Linked DNA regions of Mus musculus: regions 2, 3, 4 and 5 are each linked to region 1. Evidence: chromatin contacts called from public ChIA-PET, HiChIP or PLAC-seq and promoter capture Hi-C data. All regions are on one chromosome and are shown on one strand. Each heading gives the region's core, a stretch centred on a gene start, on an enhancer-like site or on the middle of the called end of the contact. The rest is flanking DNA. Distances are from core to core; before and after follow the strand shown.

Region 1 (2,723 bases), core at 63-2,562:
TTCCTCTGAGGGTAATTTCCTCCCGGTGACCCCTGCACTCCGGCGCCCCCTGGGGGCTCCCTCCTGGCTCCCCGGCCCCTCGGAGCTCACCGTTGTTGCGGTCCACCATTAGCACGCGGGTGACCTCTTTAGCATAGTAGTCCGCTTCGGGCTCCGGCTCTGGGTCGGCGCTCTCGCCTGCCACCCGGTCGCGGGTGCTGTTGTACAAAGCGAGCACCGCCTCGGGCAGCGGGCCGGGCGGTACCTCCCCCTGGCTTGGGGGACTGGCGAGCCTTAGTTTGGACAGGATCTGGCCACGGATGGCTTCGATGCGCTTCCGTTTCACCAGCTCCATGTCGATGGTCTTGCAGGTGGAGAGTCCCGCGGCTGGCCTCCCGGGCGTCAGCACTAGAAGCCACGGGAGTGGGAGCAGAAGCGGCAGTAGCCGCAGCCCCGAGGGCGGCATGGGGGAGGCGGCGCCCCACGGCACTTCGGAGAGCGGGAACCCTCGGCAAAGGTGGGATGCGGAGGCCCCGCCCCTGCAGGGCTTGTGGGGTGGGGTCTCCCAAGGAAAGGTAGGTGATAGTCCTGAATAATTTGAGGTTGAGGGAGAAAGCAGCAGGAGTCGCGGTGAGGCTCTGACACCAAGGTGTCTCAGTATACCACCAGGGTAAAAATCGAGATGAGCGCTCTCTGAGATCCAAAAGTGGGTGTTCTTAAATAGGGGAGCTACTGCCAGCAGGTCCGAGGGAGATCTGCCTCTCGGGGGAGAGAGGGTCCTGGGATGCGAGGGACTCAAGAGGCAGGCTGGGGGGAGGGCGGCGTGCAAGGGGTGCGCCCCAGCTTTGGGGTGAAGTCTTCGCGGGAGGCGGGGTTTGTGGCTCCCGAGGGCTGGTCCGGAATAGGGGCGTCTGAGGAACGCCGGGTAGCGATCGAGTGTCCACGACGGTGAGCAGGGCTGTCTGGAGTCCTCAGGTCCTGCCTCCTTGCGAGACAGCGCAGTGCCAAGAAGTCCCCACGTCTCTGACTTGCAGTAGCAGCGGAAAAGTCTCAAAACTTTTTTCCTCTTCTCTCAACCAGCTCGTCCCTCCTCCCACTCCTCCTCCCCCTCCTCCCTGCGGCGGCGGCTGGTCTCAGACTCTGGGGCCTCGGACGGCTCCTCGGCTGCTCCTTTGCCGGCTCCCAGCGGAGGCCGACTCCGAGTGCGGCTCAGAGCCGGGGGTGCCCCGAAGGGGCGTCCCCCCTGCCCCGGCCGGGGGCCTGGCTGTCTGGAGGATCCGCGGCGGGAGGAGGAGGGGGACGGCCTGGGGCGCGAAGGGCGGCGGCGGCGGCGGGACCGGCTGGGGCGGCGGGGGTTTTGAAGCCGCCCCGGCCCCACCCAGGAAGCGCGCGCGGGGCGGGGGCAGCCCCAGGGGGAGGGCATGGGGGGGCACTGTCTTCATCTTAGCGTGGGCGGGCTCCAAGGGGGGTCCCTTCAGCCCTGCGGGGAGGGGGCGGGCACCCCGGCCTCGCCCCACCTCCAGGGTGCTGCCTCCTGGCGGCGGAGCACTACTAAAGCCGGTGACCAACCAAAGCGCCCCGGTGGATTTGGGAGTTGTTGAAGGGTCAAAGGAAAAATTGGGACTTCGTGAGAAAACAGAGTCCTGTATTAGAAGTGGGGACCTAGGCGGTGGAGAGCGAAAGGCAGGGGCAGACTTTGCGGATGAGAGTGTCAAGGAGAGTGAAATAAGGAGACCGACGTCTGAGAGCTTTAGCGGATACAAGGAGGCACCTTACCCATGAGAAATACACGCTTTTATTAAGTGCCCCCGACAGTCCAAACAGTGGGCCCTGCTCATGTCCCTCCAACCCACAGCCCTTTCTACCCCGTAGTTCAGTGGAGCATGGGCCACAGGGGAGTTCCTGGCCTTGCAGTCCATGGCATAGGGGCCATGACTTGGGGGTGATCAGGACTGACAGTCTCCAGAGTCCACGTGCCTGCTTCACTGCTGTGCCATTATGTGCTCAGTGGATGATGGCGATTAGTAGCAATGAAGTCCCTCAACACTCCACTCCATAGCGATCGAAGTGGCGCAGCAGCAGGCCGATACCAAGGTGCACTGTGCCACCCGCGGCCGTGTGCAGGCGGTAGCGGTCAGCCCCGCTGTAGATGGTATCTGCGTGCAGCAGCTGTGGCCCACCACCCACGAAAGCCCGTGCTAGCTGCTCCCTCCAACTGCCCAGGGGCCTCCATGTAGGGCAGTCCAGCTGATGAGTGCCTGGGCTGCTAGGCACATGGCAAAAGCCATAGCCAGCAAGCTGGCAGCGGCCAAAGCTGTCCTGGGACCACACCTGGAGATGGAGTCGAGGCCAACCTGCGGGAGGAGAGGCGTTAGAGAAAAGGACAAAGGGGCAGAACCCTGCTCCCGGGTTCCCAGCATTGAAACCACTGGAGACCTCGCACAGTACTTTTACCTTGGATTATTGCCTGAATTTCCTCTCTGGGTTCTCATCTCCCACTCACTCCACATAGTAGTCACAGGAATCTAGAGCAATCCACATTACCCTCTTGCTCAAAACCCTCCCATGACTCCCCTGGGCCACAGAACAAAGTCCAACCTCTCAAGTCAAGTCTGGCCTCGTCTGACCTCCCTTTGTGGTCTCTTCACTCTCCCAGGCCCCCAGGTCAGCACCTCAGCTTAGACCCCTTCCGCCCTCCTCCTCATGGACTTGCTTTGCTCTCACGCACCTGACTCAGATTTCCT
Region 2 (2,700 bases), core at 130-2,629, 1.2 Mb after region 1:
CAGCCCTGCCTTTGCTCACCAGCAGCCTCCCCATGATGGATTCCTGGGCAAAGTAACTTGACCCACCGCAGGGGAGTGTCCCATGGTGGATATAAGAAACACAGGGTTCTAAGTGTGAGCATTCAGGTGACATTTCCTGACCTTGTCCCCAGCCTCAGGGTCACCGTGTCTTGGGTGGGGGCTGGGGGGTCCTCCAGATTCCCATAGTGAGTGAGAAAGACATGTGGATGTCCTGGAGGGGGCTCTTCTGTGAAGTGTGGCTTGGATGTGTGAACGGGTGGGAGGGTTTGGGGGAGACATTTGTGGAATCCACGTGTGTGCTCACATGCCAATGTTCCCTATATGCCACTTCACACATCTATACTGTCACTGCCCTGCCTGACACCACTCTTCTCCAGGAGCGAGGAGGGATACAGAGATGGGAAAAGGAGGATGGAGGATGCATGGAGAGAGGAAGCAGATTTGGGGGAGAGGGAGACAGTGGGGTAGAGAGGAGAAAGGAGGCAGCTAGGCAACAGAGGCTGCTAGAGAAATGGGAGAATGATAGGGGACAGAGAAGGGAAGAGATACAGGATGTCAAGGAGACGGGGAGAGAGATGGTGAATGGGGACATAGAGGGACGACAGCAGCACAGGAGGCGGCAGAGTGAATAGAGGATGGGGGGCAGGCAGAGTGACCCAGGAAAAAGGGACAGAGGTGGGGGACAAAGGCGGCGTGGAGAAACGGGAAGGGGGAAACAAGGAGAAAGGAGGACAGAGGGAAGGAAGGACAGGACTTGAAGACTGAGGGACAGAGGACAAGGGCTGGGGGAAAATGAGAGAGAGAGAGAGAGAGAGAGAGAGAGAGAGAGATCTAAAGACTAGGACCGAAGGACAGTGGGACCGGCCTGGAGAAGGAGGGCTTGGGGACATAGGGGGAGGGAGGGTCTCGGGCCCTTTGTCCCCGCGGGATCGGGGCCTGTGCGGGGTGGGGGGGCTGCGGCACGGCGGCCGGGGCCCGCGTCCCCCCTCCCCTGCCCGCGGCTCTGGGCTCCTGGCCCGCGCTGCGCTTTGTCCCGGGGACGAGGGTCTCCCGCAGCCCCCCCCCCCCACGCAGCGCATTGTTCCGGCCTCTGCAGGCCCCCAGGCGACCCAGCTGTCACAGCGACGAGACCCCCTCCCCAACCCGACCGCAATACGCACACCTCCCTCGTCACCCCGATCCAGCCCACCGACCCGGCCCCCACCTCCGTCACCCTACCTGGCCCCGCCGCGGCCGCCCACAGCAGCAGCAGCGGCCACTGGAAGCGCCGGGCCCGGCCCATGGTGCCGCCGCCGCCGCCGCCACCGCCGCCGCCACCGCCGCCGCCGCTCGCTCCCGGCCCGGCACCTGCACCTCCCGCGCCGTCGACCCCGCCCCCGAGTCCAGTCCCGCCCTCTGCTCCGCCCACTGCGCGCCTTGGTGGGCGTGGCGTCAGCTAAGGGGCGGGGACCGGACGGGGACAGAGGGGCCCAGACAATGCGGGGAGAGGGAGGACGGGAGCGCGGAAGGGCGCGCACGGGGGTGGGAGAGCAGGACAGCATGCGGACCCGGGCGCGAGGGCAGGGCGTGAGCGTGACGGCGTCGTGGGAGCCAGTGGGGGAGGACTTGGGAGAGCGGAAGGTCGTGAGGGTCGTGTGAAGGTGCAAAGGTGTGCGTGCGTGTGCGCGCAGGCGTAGCCTGGACTAGCGGAGCTCCCTAGAGGACGCTGCACGGGAGACACGGGGAAGATGCGCAGGAGATGCACCGGAGTGTGCGCGGAAGATGCACGAGAGATGCGTGGGAGAGGCGCGGGAGATGCACGGGGGAATGTATAGAAGACACACGGGAGATGCGGGGAAGATGCACGGGGGTTGTGCAGAAGCTGCTTGGGAAACCCATAGGGGGTGCGTGGGAGATGCTTGGGAGATGCGCGAGAGGGCGATGCTCGGAAGCGCGCGAAGGTGCGGGGTGCTGGCGTGTGCTGTGAGTGTGAGCTTTGGGGGAGAGGAGTGTGATGATGCCACAGTGAATGTGGGCAGGGAAAGACTGAGAGGCTGGGCAGCAGCGGGTGGCTGAGCAGGTATGGACTTCTTTGGGCAGGGCATAGAATAGTGTCCGCTCCCTCCCTCTAGTCCTGACCATGACTCGCCAAGTTTCAGTCTTCTTTCCCTGGGAGGGGCCTCCAGAAAGCTAACCAGACTGGAAGGAAGTCTTAACCCTAGGCCCTGGGGAGAGCGAAGCCCCTGCCTGGGGCAATCTTCCAGGTATGGCATCCAGACGCTGTACTCTTTCCCACACTGTCCAGTCAAGTCTGTCTGTGTGACTCTGCCTTTCAGGTTCTGTTCCTCATCCTGGGGGGCTGACTCATCCCTCCAAACTTTGCTCTCTTTTTTCTTCTTGGGTGTGGGTTCCCCTGAACCCACCCCTGTGGCCACCTGAAGGCCTGGAGCAGGCTTATGACTCATAGGACCAAGAAGAGGAAGAAAGTGAGGTGCTGGTGGCCTCTGCCTCTCACAGGACTCAGGGACAGCAGGTAAACTGGGTCAACATATGCCCATTCTGAAAAGCTCGGCTTTTTATTTTCTCTCCATCACTTCTAAACTGTTGTATATCCAGGTCAACCAAGGGTCATCATCACATGACACACTTCCTGTCCAGTGCCTAGCTCCCAGCATCCTCTCTGTCTTTAGTCCCAAATTC
Region 3 (2,700 bases), core at 87-2,586, 1.5 Mb before region 1:
CCACTGGCATAGCGAGTCAATAACCTCAGGTCAAGAGGGCACAGAGCTGTCCGGGAGGAGGACGAGCCAGAGCGCTTGCTCGGCAACCTGCACTCTCTCAGTCTCCATCACCTTTGTCAGGCCTCTGTCTCTCTGGTCTGCCTCCATTCCTCCACTCTGTCTCAATGGTTTGCCCCAGACCTGACCTTATTGAGAGGCAGGAGGTTTGGCTTCTGTGCTTTGTGACTACGGGTTTTAGGGTATATACTGAATTTTGGTAACCAAATTTAGCCTATCCTTCCTCCTATGACAAAGACACAGAGACAGAACAAAGAAAGTAAGAGACAGACTCTTCCCCTACTAAGTAGCCGCATCATCATTGGACTAGGTGGGGTTGCATCACCTCCACTGGGGGACCCTGATCCTAGGAAACCTCCAGGACAGTAATTCCCTGGTCTTGATCCATTCCTCATGCTCACCCTCCCTACAGAGCAAGCCCTGGAAGAAGCTGAAGACAGTTCTGAAGTACTCGCCCTTCGTGGTCTCCTTCCATAAGCACTACTATCCCTGGGTCCAGCTTTCCGGACACGCTGGTGAGCTTGGGGGCCTTGGCCAACAGATCGTCAGGGCTTGGTGTAGGTGTAGGGGCTACGAAAGCCCTGCTCTGTCTAGTCTCACTGCCTTTAGAGTGAGACTTGGCTTGGAGACAGAACCCCACCTATGGGGCTGCTATGAAAAACATTTAGGCCTAGTAATTATTTTATTTATTTATTTTGAGATAGGCTCCATATAGTCCTTGCTGGCCTAGAACTCACTTTGTAGACCAGGCTGGCCTTGAATTCACAAAGATCCACCTGTCTCTGCCCTCTGAGTGCTGGGATCAAAGGCTGCTGCACTATCATGCTTGGCTAGGCCTTGTCTGTGGGTTGAGTCTCAGCTTTGGAGTGGGTGGGTACTGCTTCACATCCTACTTACTTATGGGTGACTCCTTGGGATTCAGTTCCTTCCCCACATATTACTGCCCTTGCAGGATTTTTTGTTTGTTTGTTTGTTTTTGTGGGGTTTTTTTTGTTTGTTTGTTTTTTTTTTTTCTTGAAACAGGGTTTCTCTGTGTAGCCCTGGCTGTCCTGGAACTCACTCTGTAGACCAGGCTGACCTTGAACTCAGAAATTTGCCTGCCTCTGCCTCCCAAGTGCTGGGATTAAAGGCGTGCACCACCACTGCCTGGCCGTCCTTGCAGGATTAACTGAAGAATTGAGAGCAAAACATTGAGAGAGTGGGACAGGCTGTTGAGAAACACAGCGACCAGTCCCTGGACTCTCCTGTGTCTCCCACGTGGCAGACTCTCAGCGAACCAAAGCCAAATGGTTTTGTCCTGTGACTCACTTGGAAGAAAAACAGGGCTTACCATATGGCCTCTGTGTGTGTCTCATCACCCAGCAAGATCCTAGGTAAAACAGAAAACACTGTTGCCACCATCTTTGAAGAATGTTAAGCTGAAAGCTGGCCTTGGCCGCCTATTTTATTACTTGCTTGTTTGTTTGAGGCAGGGTCTACTGTGTAGCCCTGACTGGACTCAAAAAGAGTGCAGATTCCTGTCTCGGCTTCCTAAATGCTGGGGTTAAAGGATTGCATCACCAAGCCTGGTTTGGCACATATTTATAGTTCCAGCACTTAGAAAGCTGAGGCAGAAGCCAGGCGTGGTGGTGCACGCCTTTAGTCCCAGCACTCAGGAGGCAGAGCCAGGCGGATTTCTGAGTTCAAGGCCAGTCTGGTCTACAAAGTGAGTTCCAGGACAGCCAGGGCTATAAAGAGAAACCCTGTCTCGAAAAAAAACAAAAAAACAAAACAAAACAAAAAAAAAGGCTGAGGCAGGGGGATTGTCAATTTTGAGACCAGCCTGGGCTACATAGCAAGACCTTATGTCAACAAAGCAAAGCAAAGCAAAACTATCCTTTTGCCATAAGGAAAAAAAAGCAAAAGTTTGGAACTCTTATCTTAGCCATGCACGTGCTCCAGATAATGTCAGAATTATGAATTTATTTATTTTTTTTATACCCAGAGTGTTGCCATATAATCCAATCCAGTTTGCCTTGAATTCACTGTGTGTCTTGGACTGGGCTCAAACTTGTGTCTGTCCTCCTGCCTAAACCTTCTAATTTCTGGAACTATAGGCTGAAGATTCTGTTTCTAGCAAAAATTAATTTAAATCACGCTAAGTGGCTGTCCCCTGGGGAATCCTATGAGGAGAGTTATGTTGTTAACTGATATGTCACGGTTACCTCAGAGGACAAGAGCACCCATTAAAGTTACAAAACAGGCCTCCGAGATAGCTAGCTGAGTAAGCCGGACAGCCTGAGCTGAATGCCCAGAATCCATGTCTGTGTAGAAGGGAGAACTACCGTCACAGGGTGGTCCTGGCACACTTGCAACCTCAGTCACGCCATGCTCAGGTTCTCACGGAATAGCAAAAACGTGCCTGACAAGATGGTTCAGTAGTGAAGAGCATGCATTGTTCTTTTCAGAAGGGCCAAGTCTGGTTCCCAGCATCCATGTTGGGCAGCTCTCAATGGACTATATATCCAGCTCTAGGGGACCCGATGACTTCTTCTGGCCTCTGTTAACACACACACACACACACACACACACACACACACACACAATTAAAAGTAAATATTTTTTAAATTACAAACGCATACTGGACTACTGTGCTGTATACAG
Region 4 (2,700 bases), core at 91-2,590, 1.1 Mb after region 1:
TTCCTTCTTCTGGCGCTGTAACTCCTTCACCCGCTGCTCCATCAGAGCCACGCGAGTCAGTGCCTCCAGCTGCTGTCCTCGCAGCCGCCGCGCTGCCCCCCGCAGCTCTTCCCCAGAAGGGAGGCATGGGGAAGGTGTGGCTGGAATCTGCGCGGCAGGCGTAGCCTCGGGCTGAAATTAGAGAGGGTGTGATGAGAACAAGTCTCGCCCCCCTCAAGTCACCAAACAGGTCTGGTCCCACCCCAGTAGTGCCTCTGGGGGTCATGAGCTGCCAAGTTCAACTACTTCCTTTCGGGTCCGAATGGAAGACCGTGAAGCGGGGAAGCCGGCAGGTTCTGAACCCATCATACAAAGCCACTATGCTCTGAAGCTGAACTAGCAGAGCTTGCTTCCTTTTCTTTCCTTCCTTCCTTCCTTCCTTTCTTTTTTCTTTCTTCCTCATTTCTTCCCTCCTTTCCTTTTCTTCTTTTCCTTTTTCCTTTCTCCCTTCTCTCTCCTTTTCTTTTTTCTTCCTCCATTTCTTCCTCTATTCTTTCTTTTTTTTTCTTCCTTCCTTCCTTCCTTTCCTTCTTTCTTTTTTGTACCTGAATGCTAGTGGAAATCAGAAGATTCTTGCCTTACATCAATGAGGGTTCTGGGGATCGAACCCAGGTCGTCAGATTTGACAGCAAGTGTCTTTGTACACGATGAGCTCATCTGTCCCTGAGTCTCAACCTCTTGGGATCTCTTTCTCAGAGTCCCTGGATCGCTCTTCTTCCCCCCACCCCCACCCCCGTCCCTCTCTCTGACTTAGACTCTTCTATGTTGGCATTTCTTTTTGTTTCTCTTCTGGGTCTGTGTGTCTTCCCTGTGTCTCTCTTTTAGGTCTATGTCTCACTCCCTGTGTCTCTGTCGTATCTAGTTTCTATGTTTCTACCCGAGTCTCTCTGGCTTCAAATCCAACTTTGTCTAACAGGGTGTTTCTGCCTGTCTATGGGTACTCTCCTTGACTCTGGGTCTCTGTCTAGTCTCTCTCTTTATGTTCTTCTGTGTCGTCTTGGGTGTCTGTCTGTCCGTCTGGACAGCCCCCCCGGGGGGATGATCCCTCACCTCTTCGCGGCAGCTCTCGGTGCTGCTACCTTCTTCCACTTCTTCCTCTTCCTCGGCCTGCCGCCCAGCTCCGGGGCAACTTGGAAGCTCCGCTGGGACTTCGGGCTCCTTGTGCTCTTTGGGATCCTCGGGGTGCCCCTGAGGCTGCACAGCCCCTTGAGGCTGGACCTCGACGGCGCATTCCGAAACCTTTGGAGACGAGGAGCCCTCCTCTAGGGTGCTGGGTGTCCCCATGGCCGCTTCGGATTCCTGTGGTGTGGGCGTGGTCAGTTTCAGAGGCGTGGTCTGATGTTTGTGGGCGTGGTCTAGAGCGCGTTGAGCTTGCCCAGAGGGCGGAACCTAAAGGTTCAGAGACCAGCTCTGAACATTCCGCGGGCGTAGATTTCCTGGGGACCCGCTCGCGACTGGGGAGAGGCTGTCGGCTCCGAAGGTGACACACACACCTAGAGGTGGGAAGAGAATTTGAGTCCGGGGTCCTAACGCTCCCCGTGCTGGGGCGTCGCACGCTGAGCCTTCCCTTTGCTCCATGTGTCATCCCTGAGCCCCTTCTGCAGCCCTCTCCAGTTTCCCGGATTGCCTCCAAGAGATTCCATCTCCTCTACCCTCTCGGGACTAGCCCGGCTCTCCTCCTTGGAGCTCCACAGTTGGGTCCCGAACCACCTGTAAGGAATCAGCGTCCGAGGCTCCTCACCCCAAGATCCAGAACTCGGGGCTGGCAATGTCTACCTCTCCGGATATGCCTGGGGCCCCAACGCCTCCGTTCCTTCCCGGGAGGAGGTCCTCGTAGGTCGTCAACCTTCTTTCTGGCTCTGCACTGGGCACTGCCGCTCCTGCGGCTAAACAGGTGGCTGGAAGGAGGGAGGAGAGAGAGGCCGCCCCGTCCCCCTCCCCAGCAGCCCGGAAGTGGAGGGGGGGACAACAGGTCCGACAGCTCTCCTGGGAGGAGGGAGCCAGCAGCCTGCCCCGCCCGCAGCCCAGGCACCCAGCCATCCCGGCCCCTCCAGCCCCACCCAGAGAGAGCCCAGCGCCCAGACCTCCCACTCAGCCTCCGGTGCCCCTGGAGGGCCGGGCTTCTTAGCCACCTGCATACAGCAGCCTCCCTAAGGCCGAAGCCTAGGAAATCCTCAAAGGAAGATAGGAATGAAGATGGGGGCCTCTCCCCTCTAATAAGCCCTTTGGAAGGGCCCTGACCGGTTTAGGGAGCCGGACAAGGGGAGGGGGTATCCCGGGCTGAGTCAGCGATCTGCCCAGAGACAGAGTGTGCCCCACGCGCACACAGTTTACTATGGGGTGGGGCACAGAGGTTAAAGGTCACAGCCAGACCCTTTCCTCTCTGGGCAGAAACAGGAAAATATCTGGTATGCAAAACCCGACTGTTAGACATCAAGAGCTGTGCAAAACATTTGACACACCTCAGTGTCATACCACACCACAGCCCATAGAAAAAAAGAGATCGACCGTCTCCATTGTACAGTTGTGGGGACCGAGGCTGAAGGAAACAAATACACCTAGGATCTACAAGCATTCTAAATGACTTTTTTAAAATTATTATTACTTGTGTATGTGAAAGATAGTGCAGGTATGTAAGTGGCACCCAACATGTAAAGAGCT
Region 5 (2,788 bases), core at 253-2,752, 1.3 Mb after region 1:
ACTCGCAGTCCTCAGATGGTGCCATGCGGGTGGCCCGTGCCTTTGAGAGGGGCATCCCTGTTTTCGGCACGCTGGTGGCCGGGGGTATCAGCTTCGGCACGGTCTACACCATGCTCCAGGGCTGTCTCAATGAGATGGCTGAGGACGCCCAACGCGTCCGCATCAAAGCCCTGGAGGAAGATGAGCCCCAGGGGGGTGAGGTGAGCTTGGAGGCGGCTGGTGACAATTTAGTGGAAAAGCGGAGCACTGGGGAAGGAACCAGCGAGGAAGCCCCGCTGTCCACCCGCAGGAAGCTCGGCCTCCTCCTCAAGTATATTCTTGACAGCTGGAAGAGGCGCGACTTGTCAGAAGACAAATAAAACGCAGCCCTGCCCCTCCTCCCCACCTCCGCCTCACCCACCAGCCAAGCCCTTTAAAAAAAAAACCAACATCAACCAAACAGGGCTACTGTGATCAAAGGGAGAACCGCAGTTGCTGCGCGCAGGGTGGGTGTGGGTGTAGAGGGTGTTACAGAGGGACACAGACAGGCCTGAGTGTAGGGGTACTTGACCCTGAGGAGAGGGAGGCTGAGGGATGGGTGGACAGGGTGACCAGGGCTTCTCAGTGGTCTCCTTGCTCCTCATGAGGCCAAGGTGAGAACTGTCAATTGCCTGGGAGGTGCTGTGTGTGTGTGTGTGTGTGTGTGTGTGAGGGGGGGGGGAGAAGGGGGAGAGAGAGAGAACCTTCTTGTGGCACTCCATATTGTAATTTGCTGTTGGGTATGGAAATGGAGCCCCCAACCCTAAGCATTCTCTACCCCCATTCTGGTAGGTCCAGCATCATATCCCAGGGGCTCTACCCACTGAACCACACTCCCAGTCCCTCACTGGGGGATTCTAGGCATGGGCTCTTAACACTGAGCTACAGCTGGTGAATTTGGGGCAAGTGTCCTACAGCTGACCTACATTCCATCTAGAGTCCTGTAAGTTTCCATGATTTTGAGGTAGGGGATCTGCACAAAACACTTCAGCAGAGCCACTTGAAGATTTAAGAGGCTTCCATTGGCTCTCAGATTCAAAGGCCTCAGTGCGGATCTGTTGGCTTCAACCCTAAAAGTCCTGTGGTGAGACAGAACCTCTTGGCTCCAGGAAGACATGGCGGGTGAGGCTGTTTATATCATGGGAACCAGGAAGTAGACACACACACACACACACACACACACACCTCAAACAGTAAGCCATGCCCTTAGTCATCCACCTCAGCTACCCACTTCCTCCCATCAAGGCTCTATATTATGTCCACCGATGCTGCTTTCAGCCCCTTCGTGACCCCATCTCCTAAAAGCTTTGCCATTGAGACAAGGCTGCCTAGAGGCCACCTTGACATTGAACTACATCTTGAAGAATCTTGACTCCGGTCCTCCATCTCCAGAGTGAGGAATTACAGGGGTGCATCACCACATCTGGTTTATCGGGTGCTGGGGTGGAACTGAGGCTCCTGCATGCACAGTGAGCATCCTACCCGCTGAGTGGCACCCCAGCTCCCCACCTCTGAACACTGCATTGAGGACCCAAGCCTTCAACAGAGGCCTTTTGGGTGGTGCGTAAGATCCAAACCACGTCAATGTCGTGGAGTGTGGTCATGGGGATTAGAGCGAAGGGTTGATGGGCTGAGGCGGGTTTCTGGTGTCGGGAGGTGTATCTGACGACACACCGCTGTGAGTGGTATGCTCATGGGTGAGGCTCATGTCCCAGTGAGAGATGGCTCCTACCCAGGCCTTCCTCTGTGCTTGATTCTTGGTGGTAGTCATGGTGGTGATACACAAAAGTGATCTGGACACTGGCCTGCTCAAGCCGGAACTCCCTGTTTAGGAAGGGTCACAAGTATTCAACTTACCAGAAAGGCAGGTGAGGTGGCACACACCTTTTTTTAAATTAAGATTTATATATACGAGTCCACTGTAGCTGTCTTCAGGCATAACAGAAGAGAATATCAGAATATCAGATCCCATTTCAGATGGTTGTGAGCCACCATGTGGTTGCTGGGAATTGAACTCAGGACCTCTGGAAGAGCAGTCAGTGCTCTTAACCTCTGAGTCATCTCTCTAGCCCTAGTACACACCTTTAATTCCAGAACTTGTGGGGCAGAGGCAGGTGGATCTCTGAGTTCAAAGCTAACCTGATCTACAGAGTGAGTTCCAGGACACCCAGAGCTACACAGAGAAAGCCTGTCAAGAAAAATTCATAAAAATATTAAACGTTTCCAATAGTGCAGAGGCCTCATTGAGGCTTAGGGACTGTGTGGAAGCTGATTTTTGATTTCCTGCCCAGCGTGCCCAGCCTAGGATGGCCTGGGACAATCTGAAAGAAGGAGCTGCATGCCTGAGCTGCTGACGCAGCCGTGTGATAGGAACTTGGCAGTGCGAGATGAAAAGTCACATTTGTGGTTCGCGAGAGCTAGAGAGGCAGGGGCAGGTGGATGGGTGTGATCAGCTGCCCTGTGACTGGCCGCTCTGGGAGAGACGGAGGGTCCAGGGCAGGCTGGGAAGCTCATCTTGGAGCTTCTGTAGTCTGAGCAGCAGAAACAGCCTGACCTCCTTTTGGAGGGTCAACTGGATGCCCGACTGGGCTGCAGCGGAAGAAGTAACTGAGAGCCGAATCCTCCAGGCTCTGCCTCCTGTGCCTCCTGTGTGGAGGAAGGCTGGGCTGGGATCCAGCCTGGCAGTTACATCGCGGGAAGCTTTCCAAGCTTCATGAAACTCTCGGGAAGGTTCTGGAGACTGCACAAAGCAGGTGGCAGACAAGGATGT

What was found. Promoter capture Hi-C pulls out the DNA fragments that hold promoters and counts their contacts. ChIA-PET counts read pairs in DNA pulled down with a chosen protein or histone mark. HiChIP or PLAC-seq counts read pairs in DNA pulled down with a chosen protein or histone mark.
Region 2: a promoter capture Hi-C map of hippocampal neurons shows a contact between it and region 1, with 2.4 times the contacts expected there. The contact joins the promoter of Cadm4 here to the promoter of Tgfb1 in region 1. A contact is called at or near these places in 8 of 39 promoter capture datasets (cranial neural crest, embryonic stem cells, frontonasal cranial neural crest and 5 more) and 2 of 115 datasets of contacts at active chromatin or transcription factors (astrocytes and pancreatic cancer cells).
Region 3: a contact with region 1 is called in an H3K27ac HiChIP or PLAC-seq map of embryonic fibroblasts, with 15 times the contacts expected there. The contact joins the enhancer-like site here to the promoter of Tgfb1 in region 1. A contact is called at or near these places in 7 of 39 promoter capture datasets (the 3T3-L1 cell line, the HPC-7 cell line, cranial neural crest and 3 more), 1 of 484 Hi-C or Micro-C datasets (the HL-1 cell line) and 12 of 115 datasets of contacts at active chromatin or transcription factors (the SCID.adh cell line, astrocytes, differentiating embryonic stem cells and 7 more).
Region 4: a contact with region 1 is called in an H3K27ac HiChIP or PLAC-seq map of bone marrow-derived dendritic cells, with 4 times the contacts expected there. The contact joins the promoter of Phldb3 here to the promoter of Tgfb1 in region 1. A contact is called at or near these places in 5 of 39 promoter capture datasets (cranial neural crest, frontonasal cranial neural crest, hippocampal neurons and 2 more), 4 of 115 datasets of contacts at active chromatin or transcription factors (bone marrow-derived dendritic cells, extraembryonic endoderm stem cells, regulatory T cell precursor and 1 more) and 1 of 9 other capture datasets (adipose tissue).
Region 5: an RNA polymerase II ChIA-PET map of memory CD8 T cells shows a contact between it and region 1, with 3 times the contacts expected there. The contact joins the enhancer-like site here to the promoter of Tgfb1 in region 1. A contact is called at or near these places in 2 of 39 promoter capture datasets (cranial neural crest and hippocampal neurons) and 1 of 115 datasets of contacts at active chromatin or transcription factors (memory CD8 T cells).

What each region holds. Positions count from the first base shown.
Region 1 is chr7:25,685,591-25,688,313 of GRCm38.p6, reverse strand. Tgfb1 (transforming growth factor, beta 1) reads right to left here and starts at 1,312. Exons shown (of 7, transcript NM_011577.2): 1 at 91-1,312. The coding sequence starts at 445. It overlaps B9d2 (B9 protein domain 2), which reads right to left. Exons shown (of 4, transcript NM_001362154.1): 4 at 1,752-2,333. The coding sequence ends at 2,020.
Region 2 is chr7:24,480,702-24,483,401 of GRCm38.p6, reverse strand. Cadm4 (cell adhesion molecule 4) reads right to left here and starts at 1,379. Exons shown (of 9, transcript NM_153112.3): 1 at 1,240-1,379. The coding sequence starts at 1,303.
Region 3 is chr7:27,217,472-27,220,171 of GRCm38.p6, reverse strand. Itpkc (inositol 1,4,5-trisphosphate 3-kinase C) reads left to right here. Exons shown (of 7, transcript NM_181593.3): 2 at 470-572. Among named protein-coding and RNA genes, the nearest start is that of Itpkc, 9.8 kb to the left of the region's middle. Within about 2 kb of position 1,336, at least 28 of the 459 cell types and tissues checked have an H3K27ac peak or open chromatin away from gene starts, as enhancers often do. A contact at or near this core is called in embryonic fibroblasts, where this site is marked.
Region 4 is chr7:24,609,968-24,612,667 of GRCm38.p6, reverse strand. Phldb3 (pleckstrin homology like domain, family B, member 3) reads right to left here and starts at 1,340. Exons shown (of 15, transcript NM_001102613.1): 1 at 1,090-1,340; 2 at 1-171. The coding sequence starts at 1,323.
Region 5 is chr7:24,429,570-24,432,357 of GRCm38.p6, reverse strand. It overlaps Irgc1 (immunity-related GTPase family, cinema 1), which reads left to right. Exons shown (of 2, transcript NM_001358033.1): 2 at 1-439. The coding sequence ends at 359. Among named protein-coding and RNA genes, the nearest start is that of Irgc1, 4.6 kb to the left of the region's middle. Within about 2 kb of position 1,502, at least 71 of the 459 cell types and tissues checked have an H3K27ac peak or open chromatin away from gene starts, as enhancers often do. A contact at or near this core is called in memory CD8 T cells, where this site is marked.